Regions from separate parts of the Mus musculus genome. Here region 1 is linked to region 2. Evidence: chromatin contacts called from public HiChIP or PLAC-seq data. All regions are on one chromosome and are shown on one strand. Each heading gives the region's core, a stretch centred on a gene start, on an enhancer-like site or on the middle of the called end of the contact. The rest is flanking DNA. Distances are from core to core; before and after follow the strand shown. Region 1 overlaps Map3k5 (mitogen-activated protein kinase kinase kinase 5). Region 2 has its middle 23 kb from the start of Olig3.

Region 1 (2,836 bases), core at 184-2,683, 790 kb after region 2:
CCTCCTCCTCCTCCTATCACAGAGTATCTTAGAAGCATCTCCCTGCCGGTCCCTGTCCTGGTAGAAGACACCAGCAGCAGTAGCGAGTATGGCTCTGTTTCTCCTGATACAGAGCTGAAGGCGGACCCCTTCTCCTTCAAAGCCAGAGCTAAGTCCTGTGGAGAAAAGGACGGGAAAGGGATACGGACATTGTTCCTGGGGTAAAGAGCTGGCTTGCTTGTGCCCAAAGGCATACCCTGTGGACTGTCACTCTGTAAGGAGACCCTGACTTACGTTGTACCCATTATTACAGCATTCCAGATGAAAATTTTGAAGATCACAGTGCGCCCCCATCTCCTGAAGAGAAAGACTCGGGCTTTTTTATGCTGAGAAAGGATAGTGAGAGGCGAGCTACCCTTCACAGAATCCTGACCGAAGACCAGGACAAGGTTGTAAGGAACCTAATGGAATCTCTGGCCCAGGTAAAGCTTCCTGGACACCCCCTTCCTGAAGATTTACATAGGATGGTGTTGTTGTTGTGTTGTTTTGTAAACTTTATTTAATCTTTTTGGTGTTGTTTGTTTGTTTTCAAGACAGGGTTTCTTTGTGTAACCCCAACTGTCCTGGAACTCTCTCTGTAGACCAGGCTGGCCTTGAACTTGGAGACTGGCCTACCTCTGCCTCCCTAGTGCTGGGATTAAAGGCGTGTGCTTCCCTACCCCCTGCCCCCCCTACTCTACTTCCTGATTAGGTGAGGCTACAGGTGCACCACACCACACCCAGCCAAACGCTACAGATTTTTACTTGTGTGCTTACAGCCTAGAGTTGTTCAGGAGCTCTGGAAGTGTGAGAAGGCTGTAATACTTAGGAGACAAACCTACTATATGCTGAGTGTCTTAGCACCTGCGAGGCTGAGGCAGGGAGATGGTTCGTTCTAGGCCACCCTGGGCTACATAAGGAGACCTTATTTTGCAAAATAATAATAATAATTATTGTTATTATTATTATAGCCCTCCCATGAGGAAACAATACAAATTGTTGTACACTGAAAGCAATATGGTTCACTCTTTTTCTTGCTGGTTGCTCTCCATCCCTACCCCCTCCTTCTCCCTTCCTTCCTCTGTCCATTCGTCCATCTGTCCTTCATCCCTTTCTCCGTGCTCCCTTCTTCCACTCTTCTTCCTTCTTCACTCCTCCCTTCCTTCCTATTCTTGTATTTTTAAGAGAAGAGCTGATGGAATTAAGGGGTTTGCAGTCCCCCTTGAGATAGTAGAGTCTTGGCTCTAGTAGACCACAGCAGCGATCACAGGTGTGCTGCTTTATTGACAAGTTAGTGTGTGGGACTTGATTAGTGTCCGTACATACCTGGATGGCACACGCAGCAGCCTACACAGTTCTGCTGCTCATTCACTGGGTTGGTAAACAAAGGTTAAGCCACAAGAATTGCTGTTTTGGCATAAGCGCAAGTCTGCCTATCAGCTGTTCCTCTGATCACTGGAAACATTAGCAGGTGGCACCCTAGCTTATGAGGTCACCAAATTCACACAGGAAGTGGGGGGCAGCTGTGAGCAACTGTGTAGTATGTTAGAATTACTAGACGAAGAACAGCCAAACCAACCAACCAAACACCTTGCCAAAGAAACTATTTTGCGTGGTACGTTAGCTTGCCAGGGCAAAATGCCACAAACCAGATGTCTCACTCAGCAGAAATTTGTTTCCTTGAAGTTCTGGAGGCTCACAGTGCAAGGCCAGCATATTTACTGTCTTCTGGGAATGAATGACCATCTCCCCCCAGTATCCCAAGATGCCCTGCTCTCTGTGCACGAGCACCCCAGTCCAGGTGGATTAGACCCCGTCCTTATTTACGCCTGACATAATAAGATTCCCTCGGTTCCAGCAGGTAGGCCACAGCTCGGAGCTCTTACAAATGTGTGCTTCGCTCCCATCGACATAGCAAGTCCCCAGCATGGCATCTGTCATCCTCTATTAGTCCTGTGAATACTGCGGGCATCAGTGCCCCACAGTCACTGTGAACTGCTGGTGGCTGTGGCAGTGCGGACTGCACACAGCTCTGTTTCTCTCTTGGCCTGACCTTGTCTTCCATCAGGACAGATGGGGAGCCAAGTTCTCTTTCTTGGCACTTACTGTTCAGCTCCAGCGGCATCTTGTCAGCCACACTAGGTTTCTGTGCTGTTCCCTGAGCCTGAACATTCTGTCACCATAAGAATTCCCTAGTACCCACCTTTTGGATCTAAAAGAAGAGTAATGTGTGTGCCAGTAAAGGCTCTGGCTGCAGGGAGAGCTTAAGAGAATGCCGTCAGTACTTTCTGAAGGAGGCCGACTGTGGTCCTAATAGAAAGCTGTCTCAGATAGGGACCACGGTGACCGTGAGGCCCAGGAAACAGGTGTTGTGGCCTGAGAAGGCAGGCAGGCCTTGAGGTAAGGGGTAGTTGCCAGAGAGGCTAGGTGTGCCCGTGCGGATCGTTCAGGAACAGAGAATAGGACAGATTGAGATACGGGGAACCAAGGTTGGATGGAGGGAACGGATGCATGACTTGCAGTTCATGCAGTCATTCAGCAAACACTGTCCATCTGCTGAATGCCAGGTGTCCGAGTTAGGGTTTTACTGCTGCGAACAGACACCATGACCAGTGCAAGTCTTACAAAGGACAACATCTAGTTGGGGCTGGCTTACAGGTTCAGAGACTCAGTCCATTATCATCAAGGAGGGAGCATGACAGAGTTCAGTCAGGCATGGTACAGAGAAGCTGAGAGTTCTGTGTCTTCATCTGAAGGCTGCTATGAGGAGACTGCTTCCAGGCAGCTAGGGTGAGGGTTTTATAGCCCATACCCACAG
Region 2 (2,700 bases), core at 73-2,572:
AGGGGTCCAAAGGGAAAGGAGGAAGGACATTGAAGGATAACAAATGGGGAAAATGAGTATTCTAGAAGAACAGAAGATTGTTGCTATTTGCTCTGAATCACTTACCTATCCTCTCATTCAGGTTTTTTTTTTTTTTTGATGGCTAGGGGTCAAGCCTGAGGGATTTGATCATGATAGGCAAGTGCTGTCCCGCTGACGTACACCCCAAGGCCTTGTATATTTTTTCATAGGGCTTGCCAAAGCTTTTGAGGGTCAATGTTCCACTGACTATGGAATACAAGTTTAGTATAACTTTTATTTGTGCCAGTGTGGGCAGTTGTTTTAAAATTCCTGAACCAATTAACTTGTTTAGGTTTCCCAAGGTCACAGTTTCTTCATCTGAAGCTGAACTGATAAAATATAGTTCCTATTATTATAAATACAGTGTGTTTTGGCACTGCACAAATTACTGTGGTAGCAATATGGCTACATTAAAAATCTACCTAAAAGCTCACTACAAAAACCTCTTCATTCCACAGAGAACTTCCACAAGGCCAGTTCCACAAGACTCGCTCTTTGGAACTGTTTGTGCCTAGTGGACAGTCAATGAGTTGCTACCAAAATTCTACTGTATGAAAGCCTGAATTGCATCATAAGTAGCCCTGCCTGGTGATGCACAGCTGTAAAGTCAGCACTTGGGGAGTGGAGATCAAGAGTTCAAGGTAAGTTTGGGATACATGAGACCCAAGAAGAAATGAAGGGAGGAAAGGATGGGGGTAGAGAGAGAAAAAAAAAAGGTAGGGGATGAAGGAAGGAAGGGAGGGTGGGAGGCAGGGAAAGAGGGAGGGAGAAAAAGAAGAAGGGAGAAAAAAGAAAGGAAGGGATAAAGGAATAAGAAAGAAGGGAGTGAGGGAGAAAGGGAAGGAGGGGGAAAACACTCAAAATAAACTATACTAGTACATAAAACATAAAAGAAATTACTTTAGGGATAAAATATCTTTTTTCTCTTTTTCTGTCAGTTGAAAGTGTGATCACAATTTACTAGTCTGCTTTGAAATAAGTTACTCTACTGGCTACTAGATTCATTCATTTCATTTCAGAATAACTGTGATTGTTTTTCGTCTTATGTGTTAATTATAAAACTATGAGAAAATAGTCGACAATCTTATGTACTTGGTGAAGAGAAACTGTCCCTTGTTGTTTTGAAAAATAATTTTGGGGTGTGGGGACACTTAAAAATCTCAGATTTCAGGCTCTTCCAAACTCATAGATAATTGGCCTTGCCAAATGATCTCAGGAGAATTGGCCTTGAGACATATTTGAATCATGAGGCATTCTCGCAATTCACCACACTTTACCCACTTCCTGTGCTCATAACAAGCCAGAGAGGCTGCCATCTGTGGCACACAAATAAAGACAAGAAGGAAAGTTTAAACATACACACACACACACACACACACACACACACACACACACACACACACACACACTTTCCCTTACCTCCAATGCAGTCAGAAGAGGTTGTGTTTGTAAAGAGGATTATCACCTGCTGGATCCTCTTCCACTGTGAGGCTAAGCCCCTCAAGGTCATCCAACTATGGCAGGTGTTGGCCATACTATCTGACCCTGCCAGAGCTGAAATCTTACCAGGATATCTCAGAATAATTTTCTAGTGCAAAGGTATTGAGGGGGATCCCAGAAGTGTCACATTCCCCTTATCTTTCTAAGGAAGTGTCACATTCCCCTCATCTTTCTAAGGCAGGAAAATAGGGGCACAGAGAAAGGGCAAGTGGGGAGGGGTGCTGCTATGAGAAAATCTGAACAGCTCAGCCTTCATTCAACATGAATAATTAAGCAACCTCACCATTAAATAAACCTTATAGCCATTGGCTTCTCACCTTATTTAGATAACTAAGTTTATAGATCCTGGGGTCCTTGGTGCTAACTAAATGCAGCTGAACATGAATTCTGCAATTCATCTAGAAAGCAGGGGAAATCAGACTCTTTGCTCTGTCTTCAGATGGTCAATGATGTCAAAAGTGATTGCAGACCCACTTTGCAAAGTCCAAGAACAAGAAGAGGGGGCTTTGCCATCCTACTTTACCCACTAATGGTTTTACGCCTAGCACCATCATCCTTTTAAGTCATAAAACCTCATATCAAGCACTTTGAGTGTCTACCTTGCTGGATAATGTATTTTGCAAAGCGCTATACACAATGGTGGGGTTGGAAAATCCTTGTGCAAAATCAAGATGGCAATGCTTGTACATCTGCCTTCCCTGAGTCTACATCCAGCAGAATCTAAGTTGACATTCTCACAGAGGTGGCTGCATATCCATGTCTAATGCAACACTATTTATTGTAGGTACTATATAGAATCATCCTAGATGCCCATCAACAGATGAATGCATAAAGAAAATGTGGCTTCAAAGCAAAGCACAATTCATGTATATGAAAACATCACAATGAAACACATTGTGTCCTATGCAACCGGTAAGATGATACAAAGTTGAGAAGATGGCTGTGCTGATGGTCAGCGTTAGTTTTGTGTCATTTAGCAGTGATCTGGGTTGACGAGTGGTCATCTAAGCAGTTGATACATAGTCTAGTAAGTTTCAATACTTGCTTTTTCAGATCCCATGGTATCAGAGCTATAGCTTCAGTGTGGCAAAGCCAAAAAGAGCCACTCATAAGTAAGTGTGAATCATGTCCAAATAACAG

What was found. HiChIP or PLAC-seq counts read pairs in DNA pulled down with a chosen protein or histone mark.
Region 1: an H3K27ac HiChIP or PLAC-seq map of double positive thymocytes shows a contact between it and region 2, with 4 times the contacts expected there. The contact joins two enhancer-like sites. A contact is called at or near these places in 2 of 115 datasets of contacts at active chromatin or transcription factors (double positive thymocytes and memory CD8 T cells).

The regions. Positions count from the first base shown.
Region 1 is chr10:20,118,123-20,120,958 of GRCm38.p6, forward strand. Map3k5 (mitogen-activated protein kinase kinase kinase 5) reads left to right here. Exons shown (of 30, transcript NM_008580.4): 22 at 23-200; 23 at 293-461. Among named protein-coding and RNA genes, the nearest start is that of Map7, 51 kb to the right of the region's middle. Within about 2 kb of position 1,434, at least 46 of the 459 cell types and tissues checked have an H3K27ac peak or open chromatin away from gene starts, as enhancers often do. A contact at or near this core is called in double positive thymocytes and memory CD8 T cells, where this site is marked.
Region 2 is chr10:19,332,264-19,334,963 of GRCm38.p6, forward strand. No RefSeq gene overlaps it. Among named protein-coding and RNA genes, the nearest start is that of Olig3, 23 kb to the right of the region's middle. Within about 2 kb of position 1,323, at least 17 of the 459 cell types and tissues checked have an H3K27ac peak or open chromatin away from gene starts, as enhancers often do. A contact at or near this core is called in double positive thymocytes and memory CD8 T cells, where this site is marked.